Linked DNA regions of Oncorhynchus mykiss: region 1 is linked to region 2. A link is a contact called in public Hi-C data. All regions are on one chromosome and are shown on one strand. Each heading gives the region's core, a stretch centred on a gene start, on an enhancer-like site or on the middle of the called end of the contact. The rest is flanking DNA. Distances are from core to core; before and after follow the strand shown.

What was found. Hi-C and Micro-C count contacts between places; a contact is called where the count stands out from the background.
Region 1: a contact with region 2 is called in a Hi-C map of liver, with 4 times the contacts expected there. The contact joins the enhancer-like site here to the promoter of LOC110500279 in region 2. A contact is called at or near these places in 2 of 3 Hi-C or Micro-C datasets (blood and liver).

The regions. Positions count from the first base shown.
Region 1 is chr21:32,941,061-32,946,827 of USDA_OmykA_1.1, reverse strand. It overlaps LOC110500279 (copine-8), which reads right to left. Exons shown (of 20, transcript XM_036957690.1): 14 at 1-11. Among protein-coding and RNA genes, the nearest start is that of LOC110500280, 97 kb to the left of the region's middle. Within about 2 kb of position 1,472, at least 1 of the 11 cell types and tissues checked has an H3K27ac peak or open chromatin away from gene starts, as enhancers often do. A contact at or near this core is called in liver, where this site is marked.
Region 2 is chr21:32,837,353-32,843,061 of USDA_OmykA_1.1, reverse strand. It overlaps LOC110500279 (copine-8), which reads right to left and starts at 1,273. Exons shown (of 20, transcript XM_036957690.1): 1 at 995-1,273. The coding sequence starts at 1,098. LOC118942920 (a long non-coding RNA gene) reads left to right here and starts at 1,117. Exons shown (of 4, transcript XR_005038581.1): 1 at 1,117-1,226; 2 at 3,107-3,227; 3 at 4,316-4,376.

The sequences.
Region 1 (5,767 bases), core at 223-2,722, 100 kb before region 2:
TAATCTGGGTCCTGGAAGGTAAAAGCAAGACGAGATTAATTATTAATTTACCACACGCTAGCATAGACACACACACACACACACACCATAAACCATTGGCTTAATGAACTTTAGTAAACACAATAATGTTCTGATTATCATAGCTCAAGCAAGCAGGCAAGTTGAAACCACTCCTTGCCCTTGGTGCCTGAAGAAACAAAATCTAATTTAAATAGAGAACTTTCTAATCCCAAAAAGTCAAGACAAAAAAACAGGTTCAACAGATGAGCGCACACAGTGCTGATGTGTGCTGTGTGTGCCGTGCGCTGTAGCTCACACATCCTCTTGTCCTCTCCACCACCTCCTGTATTTGAATAGATCAGGTACTGTAAGGAACCATTGGACTTGTCACCCTGTGACGCAATGTGGAGTGCACTGCACAGCCCGCAGACACATGTTAGTGCAGCAGACCTGAAGAAGCTTGTTTACTCATTGTGAGGGAGGGGGAGAACCAGACCAGGGGTTCTGTGCTCTCCTCTCCCCAGCTCTGAGCCACTCTGCCTGTGTTGGCTGTGGTTCAGGTCAGGCTAGGAGCCATGAGGCGGGTATGGATGGATAGGGCCCTGGTCGGGCTTTGCGCTACTCTCTAGTACACACAGACACACACAGCCTGGATCTACTGCTGGGAGAGGAAGGGGTGGGTGGGGAGTGATGCCTGAAGTACGGCACTGTCGCCTCATGTTAGGGCAGATAGAGTCTGGGAGGGGAGGAGGGGAGAGGGAGGATGAGAGGAGGGAGGAATAAGGAAGGAGCAGAGGGATGCTTGCATCATTCCCCCCGAGTTAAATCACAAATGTAGTGTTAAATCACTAATTTACGCTTCGTTTTGCATGCATGCTAAGAATGTGTTTGAGCCCATTTCTCATTATATATATTTTTTTCAACCCAATTTCGTGATATCCAATTGGCAGTTACAGTCTTGTCCCATCGTTGCAACTCTCGCAAGGACTCGGGAGAGGCGAATGTTGAGAGCCATGCGTCCTCTGAAACACGACCTCCACCATGCCGCACTGCTTCTCGACACATTGCTCGCTTAACCCGGAAGCCATTGAGCTCATTTCTTAAATAATATTTGTGTAGGAGTAAAAAGTTCCATCTGCTAGTGTAAGTCAATGTGCACATTATACTGGGCTATCCTGCATCAAACATATCATGTTTTAACTTCACTGAATTGTAATGTAACTCATGTTACATTAATTCAACTATTTTTTTCCCTCAGTACAATTCATTGCCAAGATGTACCACTCAATATTTAAGAGCATTGGTATGCTGCAGAAGTCAGTGGAGAGGAGACAGTTTAATATTCAGAGAAAGGAACAGGGAGTCAAGTATTCAATGAGAAGAGGAGGTGAGACAGTGGTGTATTGGAGTCATATCTGGTCCAGCTCTCTGTGCCAAGAGGGAGACAGACAGACTGGCCCACCAGCCTGAATTATGGATCTCTCCTCAAACACACACACACACCCACACACTGAGAGTTTCCACCTTGCTCAGAGTGTGAGGACAGCCAGAAACAGGGGAAGGAGATGGATAAAGAGAAGAAAAAAAAAGAGGAGTAGAGAAATGTATCCTAGTCTGAAATGAAATATTACTCAGTCATTTCCATATACCTCAGAGACTGTAAATCAGTGGAGATACAATCTAATTATTCCCATTACAATGCAGAGGACTCTTGCTAAAGGTCAGCTGAAGCTTCTGCACCAATCACCGATGAGTGTGCACAGTGAGGTAAGAGTGAAACATCACCCCATTGGCTCCAGGTGTTGCTCCTGGCGATGCATGTTCCAGGAAAACTAGCCAGCCCGTTCTGACCTTAAAGGGGCAATCAGCAGTTGCGACATCAATTTTTTCACTAATAAATTAATGATATGTACCCATTTGTTCTTAAAGAATATCACTTATAAATAACTCATGAGCTTAGTTCAACTGTTGTACCCTCATCAGTACCCAAAATATAAGCTTGTTTGTAAACCAATGTTGGTAAACAAAGTAAATGCAAACAAACACTGTATAGCCTCAAAACATTGTTAAAACAATAAAGCTGATATCATGGATGGTCATCCATATATATGTCTATGAATTTGAGACAGTTAACATTTCTCCAGCCCCATCCCTCAGCTTTTTACCAAAATAGGGCTTTGTTATTGCTTCTACTGCTTATCGCCGCTTTAACCCAGCTCAAACAGCTCAAACAGATACGGAGAGAGAGAATTTGACTTTTAATATGGTCAATTTTTTAGCTAAGCTTGCCTTGAAACGTTATCTAAAAGCAACATTAAAGTAACGGATAGAAATTCAGCTCTTCTCAAGTGACGGTAAAGCAGGAAATCCCTAAGGAAGTGACTATGAGGACTTCATAGCAAACCATTTCATGTCTGCCTGTGTTATTAGCTGGATCATTATCAGAGAGAGGAGAGGAGAAGCCGAGAGAGGAGAGGAGAGTGGAAGAGAGGAGATGGGGAGTGGGAGGAGGTAGGGGGCAGAAAGGGGAAGAGAGGGGGGGGGGGGATTTTCTCATGCTAAACAAACATCTAACATACTATGACTAACATACTGTCCCTTCCAGCCTTGTCTATGAGTAGTGATTCATAATAAGTAAATAGCACTACTGTTGGAGTGTTATTGTATTAGTGGCATCCATCTGCCCCTGCCAGCGGACATGGGAAACCCTGTAGGAGTAATTCGTACTGGTCCTGTGGCTAATTAAAATCTTCATCTGACCCCACTTGATTGTTTCATGCATAAATTAGGACTCCATCTCCCCAAGCGTAAGTGACGAGGCAGTCTATAGAGACACTACATGGGCTCACTTGAAAAAAACATGTCAATCCCAATGTCTTCCCTGGTTAAAGAAAGGTTAAAAAATAGAAAGAGTGGAGGAGTGTAAGCCATATTGAAGCTATCAGAGTGCAGGGGGATGAGGTGCGCACACACCCCGACTCATGCTTATGTCTCCTATATGATAGTATCACCCAGGGGCGATCAGTGCAGCACCTTTCTCTACAGCGCTGATGACCAATTCACAGAAAAATAAAAACATCTGGGGAAGAAAGAAACTTGTCTGGAGAGATGAGGAAAGATGAGCTAATGAAAACAATGGCAGTGTAAGTAGAGAAGATTAGGGTGAGCAGAGAAGCATCCTCCTTTTGTTCCTGGAGTGGAGAGATGGAGAGAGAGAGCGAGGGAGAAAGAGAGACAGAGAGAGAGGTGGGCTGGGTTAATGAGAAAGGAGGGGAGATATATGATGGGAAATGCCTATTGAACAGCTGGGACGCGGAGAGCGATCCATTCCTAGTGTTATTGTTAAAGCCCTGGGTGCTTCAACTGGACAAGGCTCTGACAATGTATGACAAACCATGGTACTGTGCAGTGGTGAGGGCACTGTGAAAGTTTAGAGAAGAAGGAAAGGAGGATAGAAGGAGGAGAAGAAGAAGACTGATTGTTTACATGCTGCCCACATAAGGTAACACCAGGACCCACTAAGGGTACATTGATGCGCGCTTAATACAACTTGAAAGCCGCACAAGCAGAACAGAAGGTTGGATTAATTCTGTTTCAAATGGACCGTGTTCATCCCTTTGAATACAATAACTGGTGTTGATACATTAACACTGAATGAGGGTCCCAATCCCACGCACACATGCACACACATAACAGCTGTGTACTGCCAGATAAGAGATAGGGGATTTACAACACACTACCCATCCATTCTCTATGCTAATTCCAATGCTAATAGTTGTGGTGCTTTCCCATTCACTTCTGAGCTAATGAAAATTAGCAGATTGGAGTGAGTCACTAACAATGGCTGCTCTCACTCAGAACCTGTCAGGATGAGGGCTTCAATACGCTCTTGGCTAATGAAGTGAATCTCCATACAGGTGTCAATCAAAATCTAAATGCTGTGGAGAGGAGAGACAACAAAGAATAGAAGAGAAGAAAATAAAAAGGGATTATATACTGAAAAAATATATAAATGCTACAATTTCAAAGATTTTACTTAGTTACAGTTCATATAAGGAAATCAGTCAGTTGAAATAAATTCATTAACAACCTAATCTATAGATTTCACATGACTGGGAATCCAGATATGCATCTGTTGGTGGCAAATGCCTTAAAAAAAGGTGAGGGCATGGGTCAGAAAACCAGTCAGTATCTGGTGTGCTGGTCTGCCTAATGCAGCACGACACATCTCCTTTGCATAGAGTTGAATGTTGTCCCACGCCTCTTCAATGGCTGTGCAAAGTTGCTGGATATTGGCGGGAACTGGAACACGCTGTCATTCACGGCGATCCAGAGCATCCCACACATGCTCAATGGGTGACATATCTGGTGAGTATTCAGGCCATGGAAGAACTGGGACATTTTCAGCTTCCAGAAATTTGAATTTTACCCCCTTTTTTCAATCTTGTCTCATCACTGCAACTGACTAACAGGCTCGGGAGAGGCGAAGGTGGAATCAAACGTTCTCTGAAACATGACCCACCTAGCCGCACTCCTTAACAACCCCCAGCTTAACCCGGAAGCCAGCCGCACCAATGTGTCGGAGGAAACACCGTTCAACTGGCGACCGGAGTCAGCCCGCAGACACCCAGATCGCCACAAGGAGTCACTAGAGCGATTATGTTCATTTTCCCGTAGCTTATGCCTGCCCATACCATAACTCCCCCGCCACCATGGGGCACTCTGTTCACAACGTTGACATCAGCAAACGATGAGTATCTTGGCAAAGGAGAAATGCCCACTAACAGGGATTTGGAACATTTCTGGGATCTTTATTTCAGCTCATGAAACATGGGACCAACACTTTACATGTTGCGTTTATATATTTTTGTTCAGTGTAGATTATACCTATTAAAGTAACATGCTATTTCTTATCAAACAAGCCAAACAGATGAAGAGACACGAGGGGGTATGAGAAGGGTGTGTGAGAAGAGCTCAGCATGAAGCAGTTATTATGAAACATGAGCACTATAGTCCATTATCATCCATTTAGGCTTCAAAACAGCAAAAACATCGCTTTCCACTTCATTTAGTCACACAAACGTCAGGGTACACCACTTACCCTCCTTGGCCCACTCTGTCAAAAACACATACAATGTTGGGAGTTAGGAAAGTGCTTTTTATTCTACAACATTCAGAAGGACCTAGTTTTGTGTATGCATTTTACATAAGCAGAGTAAAAAAGTAAACTCCTGTCTCCTACACACTTGTCTCCAGTTACACTGTTAACCTCCATCACACTCATACACATTAAACCCCATCAATATACACAGAGTGTACAAACATTAACAACACCTTCTTAATATTGAGTTGCCCCCCTCCCCCATAGACTACAAGATGCTGTAAGCGTTCCACAGGAACCTCCCACAGTTGTGTCAAGATGGCTGGATGTCCTTTGGGAGGTGGACCATTCTTGGTACACACGGGAAACCGTTGAGTGTGAAAACCCCAGCAGCGTTGCAGTTCTTAAAACAAACCGGTGCGCCTGGCACCTACTACCATACCCAGTTGAATGGCACTTCAATATTTTGTCTTGCTCATTCACCCTCTGAATGCCACACATACATAATCCATGTTTTAATTGTCTCAAGGTTTAATCATCCTTCTTTAACCTATTTCCTCCCCTTCATCTACAGTACACTGACTGAAGTGGATATAACAAGTGACATCAATAGGGGATCACACCTGGATTCACCTGGTCAGTCTACATCTTGGAAAGAGCACGTGT
Region 2 (5,709 bases), core at 24-2,523:
TGCGACATTTATTTCCCTTTTATTCAATTGAGTCCGTTGTGAGAGACCAAACGGGAATTTCCTTGGTAAGTAGGCCACCACTTTGTTTCACTATGACGTATTACTGAGCGCTTACAAAGTCTCGCTGTGTGTGTCGTCTTTCCTTCACGATCAGTTGTTTAAATAATGAGTGACAGTCCAGTGACAACACTACGATTCCCATTCCGGTGAGGCCAGCATTCCCTCAGTTGATCTATTCTTAAGGGACCCCTTAAATACTACATAAGGTTTGGCAGGGACGGGGGGAGCCGTTACGCAACGGGAAGCCACGGCTCCAGAGAGTCAGGGTGGGTATAAACGGGCTAGTGATACACCCTCAACCCGCACATACATTAGTCTGACTGTCGCTGCACGTAGGCTATGCTACATCAAATCACTAGCCTACTCCTGGCATATAGCTTACCTTTTGTAAAAGGTCAATGTAAATCTATTTATGTTCATCTGATCAGATCGTGAGTGACAGCCCACAACAAGCCACGGGTCAGAATAAAACAAGTGTCAAATTATTCGGTGAGAACAGCCTTCTAACATACGGCAGTATACCAAGATAGGGAATGTTGGTATTGTTGATGATGCCTATTATTAACGCCTGTTGATGTCCATTGCCAGTCCTCTAACAGGCAGAATCCCAGGTTACTGCCTATTAAATAGCTGATAGACTACAGTTCGAAAGTGAATTGTAAACTTACCACCCAAAACTAAAACAAAGTAACAACTTCAACACCTCACTCTTATCTAGATACAATGTAGCCTAAAAATAATCAGAAACAGTGCCGTTGGTTGAACAACATTGACTTTTCAAAATGTTACTACAAGCAGAACTTGTTTGACAGTTGGCCAATTGGAATGGCAGATAAAACCCGGAATACTTGCCCATACCATATCCTTCTACTGTGACAACAGTCATAACAACACCCGACAAAAAAAATGGGTTACACTGAAACCATTATCTTACCTGCAAGACACTGTGATTTCAACTTTGGTGGCGGGGATGGAAGCATTGAGCGGGTCGAAATCTCCTATCGACGCCATGTTGACAAAGCTATTACAGTTGTTCATGGTGAAAAATATTTTTGTCCAACCCCTTTCAGAGGCAACAATCGAACAAACTACACCTCCTTTAGCGAAACGAGAATGAATGCATGTGGACTGAACGAAGAGGAATGCTCCGAAGCAGGCTACTAGCGGTGGGTTGATGTCACTTCAACAGTCAGCGTCACCTACTTGCGCTGCGAGCGGAATGTGCGCCTTAGACAAAATAATTCCACAGATGCCCATCTGATAAATAGTCTACAATCATAACAGGCATTCATTCATAAGATACCTACAGTAAGGACACTAATCAAATAGGAGTTAGGCTAACACTGTCCCTGTCATGACTTATAATAATAGATAGAGCGAGTGTGTGTGTTTGTGTGTGTGTCTGTGTGTAATAGGTCTTAAAGTGTTCCAAATTATATTTTATTATTTGTTTTTCCATCATACTTTTCCCGACACCAGGAAAAGTAATTACAAAGAAAGTATGTGTTTACTATGTTTGGATAGAAGACATTTGATCCCAGGGGTGGCTCATCATTTTCATTACCCAGTATTTTTCAGGCCTGACCTCCACCTCTAAATATAGCTCAAAAACAGACCCTCTGTTAGCTGGTGAGAGAAACCATTACCACACCTTTAGGCAACCAGCCAGCACTCATCAAAGAGTTACTGTAAGTGATGCCCAAATAGATCCTTTGAAATATGTACACTCACATGCACACACACACACACAAAACACACAGTCATGACGCGGAATGCGCACATGCATGGACGCACACACATGAAACCACACACACACACACACACACACACACACACACACACACACACACACACACACACACACACACACACACACACACAGAGAGAGAGAACAAGAGAGACAGACACACACAGTACACACTACTGTATAAACATATGCATAAACCATGAAACAGCATCCATTTCCACTCATAGGTGTGAGGAATCCGGGTGAAAGTAACACGGTAGCCTATTTAACACATGACCACACAGGTCAGGAGAAAGACGATTCCATGTAGAAGTCCATGCCTGTGTCCTCTAATGTTTTATACAGTAGGCCTATTTCACTCTATTTAGTGACGTGTATGTACGGCAACAGTCTTGCGCTCTCAGACCAGGAGTAATTGACCCCACTTGTATTGAGTGCCCTCCTACACACCCCGACAGAGCAGCTTGAATATAATAAAACAGCCTATAATGTCAGCTGCCCACTCAGCTGTAACAGGTCAAAGTGTTAATGATAGTGAGTCTACTGCAAGGTATATGGGCAATCCTACTTTAAAATGTGTGCAAAAACTAAAAAATACTGATTTCACAGTTTAACAAACCATACAACAATGACTACTTTGAACAATTTCCACTGAAAAATGTACAAAAACGAATTGAGTGGAAGAACTGTGCAGATGCAAACTTTTGGTAACGGAATGATGGTAAAATCTCCCTCAAGGTTTTATGTGACCACGTTTTCCAAAAGTTATAACATGGCTCCTTGAGTTACAAAAAAATCTCTTTTGGTTATTGAAGTGTAAGGGAAGAGTATTTACACCCGTTAGCAGAATCATGGTAACATAATTACATCATGGGTCCCTGAGCTGTACTACACAGAAATGCATAATTATGGATTTGATTGTCATTCTCCCTATGTCTCCCCAAGTTTGGACATCACAGCACAGTAGAGGTAAATTGTAGTGCAATACAGCAGAGCAGAGTAGGGTAGAGTAGAGTTCAGTACAGTGCAGTAGAGTAAAGTACAGTGCAGTACATTACAGTTCAGTACAGTATAGTTCAGTGCAGTACTACTGTACTTTACTGTACTGTACTATACTCTACTTTTCTTTACGGTACTGTCTCGTATTGTATTGGACTGTACTCTACTTGCTCGACTGACTGTACTGTACTGAACTGTATTGTACTGTACTGTACTCTACTTATTGTAATGTATACTGTACTATACTGTGCAATCCAAACTTGTGAAACACCAAACTTGTGAAACACATGTCTCCGATAGGTTCAGATTTGGTCCAGTCATGTCCGTCTGTGGACATTAACATCAAGGCCAGGGTGGACTGATCAAATTTCAACTACTTTTTAACGTCCATGAACGTCCGGTGTTGGTCGGCGCTCAGCAGGTGAGGATGCTTGTTAATGGAAATGGAAAGAGGGAAAGAGAGAGGGGTCATGGGTAGGTGTCAGTAAGAGCTGGGAGGGGTGACATTAACTAGGGAGTGAGAGACAAAGGTAGAGAGAGAGAGAGAGAGAGAGAGAGAGAGAGAGAGAGAGAGAGAGAGAGAGAGAGAGAGAGAGAGAGAGAGAGAGAGAGAGAGAGAGAGAGAGAGAGAGAGAGAGAGAGAGAGAGAGAGAGAGAGAGAGAGAGAGAGAGAGAGAGAGAGAGAGCGAGAGCGAGAGAGAGAGAGAGAGAGAGAGAGAGAGAGAGAGAGAGAGAGAGAGAGAGAGAGAGAGAGAGAGAGAGGTGAGGGGTAGTCCAGACTGTTATAACACTCTCGCTTTGATCACGATGTGACAAGAAAGAGAAAGAAAACAGTTATGAGCTGAACATAACAGTATGATAACCCGAATTACGAGTTTTAATCACTTGATAATTCATAAACAAAATTAATATCAGTAAAATCACTTTAATGAATTGGTAAGTCTACCACTGCTTGTTACTTCTGCAAACTTTAATTATCCTCCCTCCTCATGAGGGAGAGAAATTAGAAAATATCTCAAAGATGCGTATACAAGGCACAAGGCAATATTCCTTGAACTTACAGAAGGTAAACAATTTCTCCAAAACATTGATATTAGTTGGCAGGAGTCTTTATGTCAACATTATTGTGTTTTGACGTATTTCTGATATCATTTAACTTCTGGTGAATGTTTTGTAAGACCCCCTTTCCACCTGTTTATCCAGAAATCAAAGCCTTTAATTATGCCACATTTTTAAGATAGAAAATGGTTGAAAAATGTATCTATGCCTTAACTTCCCAAAAACATAGACTCTTTCATTTGACACCCAATTTGATATGCTCCCATGAACTTCACATGTTGGTGCTCATGGGTCTTTTAAATGGAAATGCCCTTATGTAATTAATAAAATACACCTCATCATGACCCCATGATCTGTGTACTGAGGTCCAGAACATCTCCCTGACATTTCCTCCCCTATTCCTCTCGTCCCTCTCTCCATCCTCTCACCACCCTCTCTATCCTCCCCCAGCAGATGCCAGGAAACTCACTCTGGCTGGGTCCAAAATGGCACATTATTCCCTGTATGTGAGGTAAGCATTGTTGTGTTTGGCATTGACCCTCTCACTGTTTCTCAGTCGAATCAATCTATCTTGCTCCCTCTCTTGGTCAACCCTTTATTCCAAAAGCCAAATTACACAACCTGTGACTTAACAGGGAAATAAAGGGTATTGCAGAAACATCTACCTGTGTATCTACAGGCACAGAAGGGAGTGATGATTCAAGCAATGATTTGCAGGGTTAATATGATCACACACACACGCACGCACGCACGCACGCACGCACACACACACACACACACACACACACACACACACACACACACGCACACACACGCGCACACACTCACACACAGGCACGCAAGCACGCATGCACACACACACACACACACACCAAGAGAGATTGGATGAATGTAGCCAGTCACATAATCCCCATTACAAATTCCAAAGCCTAAAAATACTATCAGTGTCTGGCTACAATGGCTGCATCCCAAATGGCACCCCATTCCCTATACTGTGTAATACACTGCTTTTGGCCAGAGTATGGACCCTGGTGAAAAGTAGTGCACTATACAGGGAATAAGGTTCCATGTGGGACACAACCTATTTACCATACACCTCAGCTCTTTTCCCTCAGGTATAAAGGATACCAAACCAGGTTCAGAAAAGCACAGAAGATCCCTGTCAAACCCATATAGATTGAGCTTAAAATAACCCCGGACTCTTATCCCATGTAGCCGCTATTGAGGTCAGTCTGTACATTCATTTATTATGAAACTATAAGAGTACCGTCTGGGTCCTGGTGTTAACTTGGGATAAAGTATGTTATAAATCCGAGAAACATAGAACAGACCAAGAAACCCTATCAGAATATACTGACAGTGCAGTAAGAATAATGGTTATTTTAAAACGCTGATGTTCAGCGTTTTAAAATGGAAATAATAATTGATGGAGAAACAATGCAGTGATTAGACCAATAAAATATTTCAGATTGTGTTGACAGGGCAGTAAGAATCATGGTTATTTTAGGAACACTGAATTAACTCTATATGGCTGGACCACATTCTATTACAGTTTTTTAATTGCTAACATGCATGGGTCAATACTGAAGTCACACTGTCAAAACTCTTCACCAAACTCGTCATCAAGCTCGAGACCCTGGGTCTCGACCCTGCCCTGTGCAACTGGGTACTGGACTTTCTGACGGGCCGCCCCCAGGTGGTGAGGGTAGGTAACAACATCTCCACCCCGCTGATCCTCAACACTGGGGCACCACAAGAGTGCGTTCTGAGCCCTCTCCTGTACTCCCTGTTCACCCACGACTGCGTGGCCATGCACACCTCCAACTCAATCATCAAGTTTGCAG